Regions from separate parts of the Lactuca sativa genome. Here region 1 is linked to region 2. A link is a contact called in public Hi-C data. All regions are on one chromosome and are shown on one strand. Each heading gives the region's core, a stretch centred on a gene start, on an enhancer-like site or on the middle of the called end of the contact. The rest is flanking DNA. Distances are from core to core; before and after follow the strand shown. Region 1 holds the start of LOC111888367 (transcription factor MYB1R1). Region 2 holds the start of LOC111888334 (probable prolyl 4-hydroxylase 3).

Region 1 (6,864 bases), core at 1,238-3,737, 160 kb before region 2:
ATAAGCTAACTTTTTATAAAACTACTTAGATTAGCTTTTCATGAGTTTTTTTAAAACATTTTATAATGTACCCCTTAATTAATTATAGAAAACATTTTCTTTTAAATGTTATTTTATGTAATTTTATATATTTCAGCTAGCTTACCAATTAGTTTTACCAAACGTTAAATTTTATCAATCAGTTTTTCAACTATCGGCAATAGGGAGAGATATTAATTAACCTTTCATCTATTTGTCCCATTTTTTCTTCCAAAATTCGATGAATATTGAGAAATTTGTCTTTTAAGTTAAAAGGGTAAAACGGTCGTTTACTCTTGTTTATAACGTTTATTCAACCCCATGGTATTTAACTTGGTCAGGATGACTTAATGAATTAAGCCACGAAAATTGGCTTAGAAAATTGAGATGAATTAACCTTTTATCCATTTGCCCTTCTTTTTTCTTACAAAAATTGAGATGAATGCTGCGAAATTTATTTTATTAATGGAAAAAGTAAAATTGATCATAAACCTTTTATACAAACAAACATCATTATACATAGCTAACCACCCCTATATAATCCCTAAAATCAAACCCTAGTTAATCTTATCATAAGTCTTTATTTTTGTCTTCCACTTTTACAAATACAAACACCCGCCACGTATTATTATAATAATAATCACATATTATGTATTTATTTATTGATCAAACTATGCGACACTAATAATGGTATTGGCATCCCCACTATTGTTATTAAAGCTACCAGAAATATCTTGAAACTTGGCCATGGTATTACTATTAGTTGGTGGTGGGGATGACGTGGATGGTTGATGTTGGAGGGAGAGGTGTAGAGTCAACGCCAAGGAGGAGGGTTGGTGGTCAATCTCCTCCTCCTCCTCGGTTGAGTTTAGGTTAAGGTTGGCCATTTTTGTTGATGGGGGCATGAGTACACGTGTCGATGGGCTCATCACTGAATTATCATCTCCGGTGGTGGCCGGAAGTAATGATAGTGGCTGTTTTTCCTCATCTTCCGGTGAAGAGTTTGTATACTGCCAATTAAAAGAGTAATAAATAAATTAAATTGATAACTTTTTTTTTCACCGATTAACATGCTTAAGAGGTGGTAATCATGATGGATCACTGTATAAAACATGTTAAAAATCATCTAAACAACGTTTTATTTATGTAAAGTGGAAATTACAACATTTATATATTTTTCAATTATGTATAGTTTAAAATATTTGTAGCCGAAATTCAATAACGGAATAATCACCACAACATTCTTTACAATAGTAGTTGGGATACTTATGATGGATTGGTCTAGTAGAATAAATGCATTTATGTCTATTTATTTGTTTGTTTTTTTTATTCTTTAATGTATATAGTTTTATCATTGTTTACAAAATTCACAAAAATCTAAATCTAAAGATAATTTATAAATTTGGTAATTATCCCCTTCATAGTTAATTCTAAAACAAGACTTGGTAAAGGAATCAATCTCACGTCGCATGTTAATATCCAAAACGTATTTAAGAAGCGAATGTTTTGATAAAAAAAATTATTTTTAAATAATAAAAACTGATTTTTTTTTCAATATTAAAAGCAAAAGACATGATTCAACAAACTTTTAATTTGCAAAAGAAATTGTAAATTCAACATACAAGAGATAGAAATTGTGTTTGATCAAATATGAAGCATCAATCATAGTATGTGATCTTTGATTCAACTCGTATTAATCAAAATCTCAAATCGGTTATGAATATTAATCATGTTATTGCGAAAATTTTATGATCAAATTGAAGAATCATTAGTCAATCATTAGATTTTATATAATTACAGAAATGAAGAGGATTACCGTTTCGGTGGTGATGTCAAATAGGCTAGATCTCCGGCGACGCCTGTTATTGTTATTGTTCCGGCGGAGGAAGTACTTCTGAGCATGGCTAGCAACTTGAGTCGGTGTTCGAGTTTTAACGAAGTTCCTTGAGATTCCTCTCCAATCTCCTTTCCCTACCTTATTCAATCCCACCAGAAACAGCCGGTGTTCCTCCTCCGTCCATGGCACTCCTATTCAAATCAAAATCGATCGGCGCGTGAAAATTACAAAACATGTATTGATATCGTTAAATCGATGCAACTACCTCTTTTCCGGTCTTGGCAACGAGCAGAAGGATGAATGACGTCATCGGAGGCGTAGCCGGCGGCATCTGTATTGGAATCTGGAGGCTGGCAGTCGAACTGAGCTAGATTATTCATGCTCGCACTCTTCCTGAAGGAAGATCCGCCTTCCATCAATCGGACACCGAATAACATGATACTTTTTCCGATGTTATTGACGGGGGAGGAGGAGGTGGTGGTACTACCAGTGGACTCCAAGCAGCTGCCGGGCATAGCTGCCATTGTACTTTCTTTCCCCCTCTGGTTGAATGGAGGGAGGGAAGGTGGATGAAGACAAGATGTGGGTTTGATTTGATAAAATAAGGGATGGGGATTTGTGGGTTTTGTTTATTGCAAAACCGTACTCGGGTATGCTTATATGTCACGCACGACCACTTGTTACATGTATAACTTTACCGATCCTTAATCACAACCGTTCAAACCATCTACTTATTTTGTCATCTTCCATTTTTGTCTTTTTGGTGTCCAAATTTAGGGCATCTCAATCAGTTACATTATCTTAGGATTTAAAATTGGAGACCAGAGTGGACGTATTGGGATAACTCACTCTTTAATTTTAGACAAAATTGCAAAAATAGTCCTTATGGTATGTATTTTTTTTTTGTAATTTTAGTTCAAACCACGATTTTTTTGGATTGGTGGTTATTTTGAGATAGTTTGCTTGTAGATTTGGTCCCTCGGACAACTGAAAAGACTAAAATACCCTTGAGGTATTACTTTTTCATTTTTCTTTCATTTTTTTTTTATCTATTTTGATAGTTAAAAAAATTAAGAAATCTCTCTCTCTCTCTCTCTCTCTCTCTCTCTCTCTCTCTCCCCCCCCTCCTGGCCCACCTCCCGAACAAGCACCTAAACGGTTATCGGCCGATTAAAACTCGTTTCCAACGATGTGGTTTATAGAGAACAGTCATGGAGTTCTTCATCCAAGTTGTTTACTTACTGAAACTCGATTGACAAGAAAACAACCCCCAAAAAAAAACAACTCTAGACCAAAAATGGTTCATCCCCTTCATATACAAAGTCTCCCAAACCCTAATCGATGAACACAATAGATCAATCTAGTCAATCTATGGTGCAATTCTCAAATGGTATTGCTCTACCGCCTTATCGGATTTCATCATAATCTACCCAATCATACCCGTTGAGCCATTTTATCCCTAAGAGGTACGCTTCTAAAATCCCTACCTACTTGGCGCAACATTGAAGACAATTTTAGGTTTCTAACGTGTAAAATTTTTTAAAGAATCTGTGAGATTAAATGGCATATTGGAAATCATTAGCGAAACAGGGGTTGTTTGGTGAGATGTATTTGTTTAATCTACCTTCGATTTCTCTTGCAGTGAGTTTGAAGAATATAGGGGAGAAAGCGGTTTTTGGTTGGCATAAAGTTAAATCGGTGATGCCTTCTGCTACGTTTGTTGTTGAAGTCGACTTGATCTCAGTATGTATAATATGTATGTGTGTGTGTGTTTTGTTTTATTAGATGATGGCCAACAAATAGAGAAGATGACGATTCGATGACAAAGAAACCATATCAGAACCAGATCGGAGCTTTCATCTACAAGTAGGGGCATCGTCTTCCTCACATAACATGTAGTAGTTGAAGGAGAGGGTTGAGTTGCAGGTTTCAAAGCAAGGAAGTGGGGCTTGGGTTATCGAGTTCTTCAGATAAATTAACCTAACCCATGTGATGTAGAAGCTTCATATTCTGAAATAAGTTTGTGACAAAAATTTCAATTGCTTGACCCTCAACAACTCCATTTTTGATCAGTTCTTGTATACTCTCGTTTCTTATCAGTTCACTTAGCAATAACCAGATTTCTTTGCTTCTCTCTGCCATTGTTTATTTTTCTGTATGATCGATCAATAACAAAAGGGTAGCTCCACACTATTTGCCTTCTGATCTATGATCGATCGTGGGAATAAAGGAGGAGGCATGGTGAAGATTCAAGTTTCAAAGTTTGGGAAAAAGACAATCAGGAGAGAGAGAGAGAGAGAGGTGCGGGCCCCATTTTATTATTAATAAAACATTAAATTAAATAGAAAAAACATAAAAGATATATCAAGAAGGAAATTTAGTCATTTCAATTTTCGGAGGGACCTTTTTTACATATAAACTAGTCCAAAAGGAGCATGAATCCAAAAAACTTGTGGTTTGGACTAAAACCTCAAAAATTTACATACTACAGGGACCATTTTTGCAATTTTGTCTTAATTTTATTGTTAAACATCAAAATCATCAAAATCAGTTGGAAATTCATCACAAAATCCTAATAAGTATAAATTTAATGTAAATATTTCGGTGTAATATTATTAGTGATGAATTTTGTGACGGAAACTGCAACCAAGTAGTTAAGATCGTTGAAATACAAACGTATTGATATAAAGATCATTAAAATCTGAGATCGTATGAAGAAGTTATGATGTTCAGAACAGATGACCTAAGCAACCAAGTAGTCAAGATCACGATGGACATAAGTATCAAAAGTCCTAAACACCTCATTAATGATTGTCCCACTTAAGATGTCATGAGAAAAATCTAAAGAAATCATTCATAAAAACTGAATGAGTACAAAAACAAAAATGACTTATTTTGCAGAAAAAAAAAATATTAAGGACTAAATGTGTACAAAAATATTAAGGACTAAATGTGTACAAAGTGAGAAATATATTACCTTATTAAGTTAATTTTACTAGTTAACCTGGAGTAGCCGGTCATAAGGACTGAATGTGTACACTTTAACAAGTTGAAGGGGTAAATGTTGACTAAGAAAACTCAGTGACTAAATATATACAAATTGAAAAATATATTACCCTTTTAAGTCACCTTTTTAACAAAAAAAAAAATAAACTATACAAAAAACAAATCATTATTGATACTTTTATAATCTAAATTTTTAGTAATTATATATTTGTAATTGTTTAGTTTTTAGAACAAATTACACGAATGGTCCCTATGGTTTGGTGTTTGTTACGCTCCTAGTCCCTAACTCCATTTTTTTTTTAACTCTTCCAATCCTTAATAGTTTGATTTAGTACACGCCTGGTCCCTCATCTAACTTGCCATTTGATTTTGGAGTTAAAACCCCCACGTGCCTTGCACGTTGAGGGTTATTTCTGTCATTTTACTTATTCATCCCCTTCAAAAACCCTAGATCGGTGCATCACCCTTTTCTTCCTCTACGTTAGTTCTCTCATTTCATCTCTCGTTTATTTAATGGACAAAAAATCAACAATGGTGAAATGTAATTGTGGACAACCAAGTGTTATACTGACATCATGGACTGACGACAACCCCGAAAGAAAGTTCTATGGCTACATAAAGAAGGTAAGGTTGTTTTGATTCTAACTCAAGCTTTTGTGTGACAATGACCGTAAATCTATTGGATTTGAAATTGATAGGGACCTAAATGTAAGTTTATTGGATGAGTTGATGAGGAAGGATGTGGACGATGTACTAGGATAATTCCAGGGCTGTTGAAGGCTAAGAACAAAGTTGAAGCTGAGAATCGGCTGTTGAAGATAATCATTATTTAAGTTGGGTGTTCATAGGAATCATTATTTACAAGTTGTAGTACTTAAGAAGATCCAACTAGTATGCTATGTAGGATGTTTATGTCTTTTTGGAACTTATTTTGACTTCTATGATCCATGTAGTTGGTTGTTGTATGTGAATGTGAAGTGTTTTGAAGTGTTTCTAGAATGTATTTTGATTAAGTGTTTGGGAATTTGATAATACTTTGGTTAAGTGTTTGACTAAGTGTTTCTGGAACTTATTTTGACTTCTATGATCCATGTATTTTGATTAAGTGTTTCTGGAATGTATTTCGATCAAGTGCTTGGGAATTTGACTTCTATGATCCATTTAGTATATGGAAAAGTAAACACTAACAATTGACAAAACAACCAATAACATATGCTAACAATTGACATAAACAACCAATAACACAAGTGGGATTTAATAAAGGGTAATTTAGTTTCCACAGTTTCCATAACATAGTTTCTGTTGGGTTATGAGCATTCTAACACTCCTAAGTGTACATGCAACCCTAAAACCTTGGATCTATGTTTTCTCTATTATACATGCAATTATGAACATCCAAGGTTTTATCCTAATCTATCATACAAAATAATGAATATAACAAGATATAATACATACCTCTTTGATGTAGAATGTCTTCATGAAGCTTGAGTGCCTAGTGCCTCAAGTGTGACACCTCAAATGGTTCACACAACACCAAATACACTTGGAATAACTTGAGAGAAACTTGAACACTCCTAAAATCAGCTAGCCCTTTCTTATTATTCATAGTGGCCGATTTTTCCCAAAGAATATGATCTTATATAGTTGTTACAATTACGGTAAACCCTAATTGTCATGGCCTTCCATTTCCTTGGATCCATGGGTTCAAATACACCATAGAGCATCCATGGACCATCCTATGGATTTTAGCCCAACTTAATTATCCATGGAGCATTAGCCCATTATACAAGTATGGATGATTTACACAATCAACCCATATATTTAATTAGTCTTCTTTTAATCACTTAATTAATTCTTGATCAATACTAATTAAATAATCTTATTAATATATTAGAACTTATAATATATTAATCAACCTTAAGTGTTATTTCTCTCATTATAGTCTATCCAAGTGCATGATGCCATGTAACCCAAATGGACCATGCCGGGTTGGGTCAAGTTTT
Region 2 (6,777 bases), core at 3,251-5,750:
GGATAAAACATATGCATTTGCGTCGGTGAAAAAGGGAGATCCAAGATTTATCGAGTATGATGTACTAATGAAGATTAATTTTGCTACCATTAGATCTTTTTCTAAAAATCCTGATGTTGATGTTGTGGATGAAATGAAGGGAGATTGCTATGGTTATCTCAGCGAGGAGATTGCAGTATCTTATGCCCTAATGAACACACATGTCAAGGCACCAATATGTGTCATAAAGAAGTCAGGGAAGATCGATGGTGGTTGCCACACTCTTATGAAACTACTCTCGGAGGTCACGGTTAGGTCGATTACGGTGAGAGACGCCTACCATTTTCATCACTTCAAGGGTGGAAGATGCTCCTGTGCAGATTATTGGTGATCATATCAGGGAGGACATGGATATGAATATGTTACAAAATAATAATGTGAGTGCTCATAGATCTATGTTTTCTATGTTAGAGATTTGTGTGTTTGTCATATCTGAGACCTTTTTGTTTATGTTTTTGTTTAATTTTCAGGTCTAGAAATATTCAAAGAAAAGCAGATCCAAGAAACCTTTGGTGGGTATAGATTGTTAATTTATAAATATTTAGCAGATGAAACTCTTTGTCACTTAAAATAAGCTTATTTAGTTTAATTTTTCTTTGTTACTTTTTGGATCGTTAAATGTTAATTGCTACTTGAATAAAGAAATGTGCTCATAATACTTCAAAGAAAAATAAATATTTTGTTTGAAATTGTTGTTCATATTTGTTTTGAGATCTTAATGTTTTGGTTGTTTATTATTCATACGTTACATAATAAAACAAAAGGCCTTTAAAATATACAAGTATTAATAACAGAGTAAATTACTGAAATCGTCCCTATGGTTTGGTTAAAATTGCATGTTTAGTCCCTTAACTTTTCTTTTGCACTCGGATCGTCCCTTTGGTTTGATTTTGTTGCGTTTTTCGTCCCTTGCATACATAAAGTTATGGACCAAATGTGTAATTTTGACTAAACCATAGGAACGAAAAACGCAACAAAATCAAACCATAGGGATGATCCGAGTGTAAAATAAAAGTGAAGGACCAAACATGCAATTTTAATCAAACCATATTTACTCTTAATAATATGTTTTCTTAAATTAAAGTTTTTTAAAAAATAAAATGTTTATGTTTGTGGTTTAAAAATATTGAGATGTGAAGCATATGTGGGTGGTTGGACTACTGATGAAGTTGTTATTAGATATAATCTCAAGAGGCTCATACGGATCTCAAGAGGCTCATACGGGGGTGCTAATATTTGGATGAGTTATTGGTAGGAGAAATCAAATACCATTTAATATTTTTATTGGTAGGAGAAATCAAATACCATTTAATATTTTTTTTACTAGGTGTGAGATTCGTATACCACACCGGTTTATTAAAAATAAAAGTTTAATATAAAGTTGTAAGCATTAAATATTCAACCGATACAATTAATGAATTAAGTATATCAATATAGGACAACATATGTCGTATTGGTAAGTTTATCATATATTTATATAAACTTATTAAGTTTACACAAACACAAACAAAATGCTTAATCAGTAGCTAATTGAATATATACTAATAAAATAAATTATTGAGATATTGTAAATTAATAATGTTTATGAATCAGAAATTTTCAAAGACTTCTTTGAATACAACATTAGATGTTGTATTGTTTAGTTTACTATCTTTGTCTAAAATTAATATATTTAATCCATCTTTGTTTTGAACTCTCGACAATACAACATATAATTGCTCATGAGTGAATACCGGTTGTCTAAAAAACAAACCCACTTTCGATAGTGAATGTCCTTGAATCATGTTTATTGTCATTGCAAAACATACAATTAGTGGAAATTGTCTTCTTTGAAATGTAAAATGAATCCTTTTATCAGAAGGCGTCAATACATTCTTGGAATAAATGTACGTTTCCTATATTACTTTTGGATATTATCTCTACTTTTTATAACACGATTATCCAATACTATAACTATTAGCCTTATTCCATTACACAAACCGCAACCCTTATCAATATTCCTAAGTAACATAAATGGAACATTGACTTTTAATACCAACGTATGAATTGGCAAACCTGATGGTTTAAGACCATTTAAAACATCAAGCGGGTATAAACTTTCATCAAAGTTAACGTGAACATAGTCTGAATGACAAATACTATCTGAACTTAAGCATTCTTTTTCAACTCCCAAAAATAGTGATAACAAACGATCGTTATTTCTTAAACGACTTCATTTTTCGGTGCAAGAATTGTTGTAACGCCCCGTTTCGAATCGTTTCCTAATTCGGGGCCATGAACCGAAGATCAGTCATCATAAGGCTTTGGGCATTGGGGAAAGGGAGATTTAGACCCCTTTGGATGTGGATAATGTAGATTAGGAGATCTGAGAGTTCAGTTTGTGCTTTGGAGCCAGAGGGTATAACAGTAAAGTGATAGTTTGGGCCTTTTATGAATTTTGGAATTAAGTTCGGAAAGTTTTAAGGCAAAGGAAAATTGATAGGATTGTAGAGCTTTTCATTACCTTTATTTGTATAAGGATCGTCGAAATCGGACCTAGAACGAAGAAGTTATGGCCTTCGGAAGTTAAGAGGTTTTTTGGCTAAGCCTAGTACATTGGGCGTACAGCGTGTACGTGAGGCGTACTAGCTCGAATGGATCGCGCATGGCCTTGGAGTACGTTGGGCGTACCAGTGATACGCAGGGTGTACTCCAGTCAGGTGCAAACCCTAATTTAGGGTCTTGGACCCTATTTAAAGGCCTTAACTTATGTGGAAACCCTATTATCTTCAACATCCATCAACCTTAACACTAAATTTGAAACCCTAGCCTCTCTTGTGTGAATTTCAAACCTTTGTGTGGTTTTTGGTGGACTTTGGAGAATAGGAGATATTGTAAGAAGCATTGTTTGGCTTGGGGCTTCAGGATCCAATCTCTAATCATCTTCATCAACTTCCTGGAGGTATAAAGTTTCTAACTTAATGACTATACGTGTTAGATCTAGTCTAGGGCTTGCTTTGGGTGTAATATGTTCCCTAGAGTCATTCGTGTGAGTATGGGCTACTCTAGGATCTTAGAATGTTAGATCTTATCATTTATGAAGTTGTTGGTGTATAAAAATGTCATCTTGATGGGTTTTGATGAATCATGATAAAGTTGGTGGTCATATTATGGATATTGATGGACAAAAATGGGTTTTGGGTCCCATTAAGACATGCAAAGGAGTAAAGTTGCCAATTTTATGGTTTAAGACCTTATCTAGAGGTTAGATCTAAGTTTGGACGTTTGGTCTTAAGCATTAAGTGCTTAATGAGAGTTTTGGCACTCTGATAAGTATGTTGGGCGTGCGTATGTGTACGCTCAGCGTAATGCAAATATTTCACGTCTGTAAGCTTTGGCAGGTTGTACCTTGTGCAACATCAGGCACACGGGGCGTACCAATCTGGTACACATGGAGTACTCCTAGAAAGTTGATTTTGGGCCTTTTAGGCCTCGGGTCTTTTGGGGTTTGGGCCTTGGGTTGCTGGATCAAATATGGGAAGGGTAAAATGGTCGTTTACCCATTGCTAGGATAGGATATGGTTTGGCCATTGGATTTTTGTCTTAATTATTGATCGGGGGTAATTTGATTGTGTTCAGTGTGAGGATCTCGGTTGCGGCGGTGTGTGTTTGTGTGTGTGTGTGTTCAGTTATCTCGGATTGAAGTGAGTCTCCTTCCGGTGTTTGATGGGTCAAAGGCACCAATGTCATCCCATGGATTACATACAACTATATCACTAGACAAGTTAGAAAAAAATGTGCAAACCATAAGTGCGGTATGCCACCTACGGTGTACACACTGCTAATGCACATTTTGTGTATTATCAGCTTGTACACCGTCATACCGCACCTACGGTTTGCACATTTTTTTTAGTTTTTTGCAATATATATATATATATATAAACAATACTAATATATTTCACAGTAAACTACATTAAGCAAAAAAAAGTTACGAGAAATACTTGGTTGTTGTTCAGAGTCACCATTGAGAGCGTTTATCTAACTTTAAACACTAAAAAATTACCTAAATTGAAATTTTCAACTTTATATATTCTAGGTTACTGGCCCTCAAACATTAGATGGACTCGTAGTCAATTGTCCACAAACCGTAATTCACTTAATCCGGTTATGACGAAATCGTAGGTTTCCTTAATTAGCTACTATTTTGTTGGCTATTTTTGACTAAAAATCTAACTTTTGGCTATTAAATGAAAAATAGTTAGGTAATTTGGCTAGTGTTGTTATTTTCTCCAATATTTTTATCTTTCACTAAAAACCGACCGTTTTCATTATATAATATATTAAAATTGTCTACCCTTAGCTAAGGGATTGACATAATTCGTCCTTCTTTTTTGCCTGATGTTGCATTATTATTATTAACTCTGTCCATACCAAGCCTCACCCACTCATATGCTTCTCTAACCTTCCTTCTAATAGATGTTTTACTCACAGTTATTCACCGTTTCTCACTTCCAATCAAAGTCTTCCAACATGCAGCAACGTGTCTTCATCTCAGGAGGTCGGTTTAACACTACCGCATACAAGTACTGTTCATCAGGTTTCCCTCCCGGTTAGATTAACTCTCCACCATCAATATCCGTCTTCTACCTTCTGGTTCCTTCCATCGCTTTCATTTTCCTTCCACGGTTCCACCGCAACCTATTCCTTTCAATTCATTTACATCCTTCTGGTGGCCTTGCCTCCAATTTCTTCCGATCATCTTTTACACATTCCCTTTTTAATACCCACCTGCTTTGTTCTACTGTCTTCAAGAATAATCATTGCCTCCCCCGTCCAAGGACGAAGAGAGTATTGTCGCCGGCAACAGTCACGTCCATGTAAGTTTCTGATTTCTTGCACGATTTACGTTCTAATCAACTGTTTGTATTTCTATTTGGGTTCGATTTTAAGAAAATCAACGTCTGTTGTGTTGGTGGTGTCTGATTTTGGGTGTTGCGTGTTTTGATGGTTGACGCCCCACACCTCATCTTCGCCTTTTTAATTTTATCGGAACTCATTATCCATCGCCTTATTCTTCCATCGACTTCACCTCTACTCGCCTTATTCATCCATCGACTTCACTTCCGTGTATACTCCCGGTAACAACCCTAAATTCGACCAATCATCGTCTCTGGTTGATACGTGTTCTGTTTTAGGGCTTTTCAAGAGGAACCCGAGTAAGCATTTAGCAGGAGGGAAAGCATTTACCGATGACATACCAACTGCAAGAGAGGAGGTGGGTCGTCGACGGTGACAAACTCTTGGTCTCTCTGTGTGTCGCTTACTCTCTCTCTACATGGATTTTGTTTCTTTTTCTTTTCTTCTCGCAGACAACAATCTCTAAATTTAATTTGTTTGTAAAAAGGATTGTAAATATCGAGAGGGAAGATGGACTGCGTTTCAAAGGGAAGATTGACTACAGTTGTTGCCGTTTGGGTAAGATTTCACTGAGCTCTTAATCATCTTCTCTCTCTGTCTTATATTCTTTTGAATGCATAAATGTCTGTGTGAATAAACAAAAGTTAAATTGTGCTTCAGTTTGATTCCATCTGATTCCTTTTCTTTGATTTTTTGCTATGTCATAGATTCGATTTGGTTGCGAGGAGGGACCAACGGCCTATGGAGCCGCTAGAGAATCCCAACAAGAGTTTTTCCGATCTGCAGTATCATCAGAGGTAAATTAACCTGGTTTTCCTTTCCTCATAAATCGAAACCGTACTCTGCTGTCCTTTCTTTTTCCTTCTATTTAATATATTAAATATAAATCTGTTATTTTTTTACAGAGAAGTTTTTCTGTAAAAGGGATTGGCAGTGGAGACGATATATTATTTCTCTCTTGGAAGCCTAGAGCCTTTGTTTATCACAATATCTTGGTGAGTAGCCTTTCTTCTTTCCTAGATAATATTTATATGGCTTTTAGCTTCTATATCACACATAATTATCCATTACTTTCTGTTTGTCTCATTCTCTTGGCTTTCTCTATTATGTTGCACTTAATGCATCATGTCAAAAATAAACACCAACATTGGTAGGAACATAACATATAATTGATACTGAAGTACTGAACATTGAGTATTGACTCTGATTAATGTTATGAAACAGTCAAAAGAAGAGTGCGATTATTTGATAAATCATGCCAACCCTCACATGGAAAACTCAACAATTGTTGATAGCAAGCCTGGTCAAATCAAAGATAGCAGGTTTGTCCTGACATTTTTTTAATCTTTTTACTTATATTTCAGTTGAATAATATCATATGAATACAACTGATTTTTTTTATGACAAGTTAATAACATCCGTCACTTTTATTTTTTAGATTACGTATAAGCCCAGGGACGTTTTTGAGAAGGGGAAGTGATAAAATTATACGCGACATTGAACAAAGGATAGCAGACTTTGCATTTATCCCTGTAGGTATGATTTATGAATATCTCATGCACATTTTAATATATCATCAAAACAAGACATCAAGATTATGCTATAGCTTTTATGTACTTTTTATGATTGTTTACATTCTACACTCTAATGTCTATTATTTTTTGTTTATTTGCAAGAGTTGGACATTCCAAAAGGATATATATTGATTTCATGGATAATCCAAAAGATTGTGGATACTGACAAGTTCGTAACACTCTTTAAAATTTAGAATCATTAGTGATTTAAGAACCTATTCCAACAAAAAAAAGCTTAATTTATCATTGTTCATTACACAGATATTGT

The links. Hi-C and Micro-C count contacts between places; a contact is called where the count stands out from the background.
Region 1: a Hi-C map of leaf shows a contact between it and region 2, with 3 times the contacts expected there. The contact joins the promoter of LOC111888367 here to the promoter of LOC111888334 in region 2. A contact is called at or near these places in 3 of 4 Hi-C or Micro-C datasets (bud, leaf and seed).

What each region holds. Positions count from the first base shown.
Region 1 is chr3:68,083,629-68,090,492 of Lsat_Salinas_v11, reverse strand. LOC111888367 (transcription factor MYB1R1) reads right to left here and starts at 2,487. Exons shown (of 3, transcript XM_023884555.3): 1 at 2,121-2,487; 2 at 1,835-2,046; 3 at 452-1,028. The coding sequence starts at 2,379. The coding sequence ends at 690.
Region 2 is chr3:67,929,574-67,936,350 of Lsat_Salinas_v11, reverse strand. LOC111888334 (probable prolyl 4-hydroxylase 3) reads left to right here and starts at 4,500. Exons shown (of 8, transcript XM_052769278.1): 1 at 4,500-5,293; 2 at 5,423-5,493; 3 at 5,643-5,732; 4 at 5,841-5,930; 5 at 6,160-6,257; 6 at 6,374-6,467. The coding sequence starts at 5,446.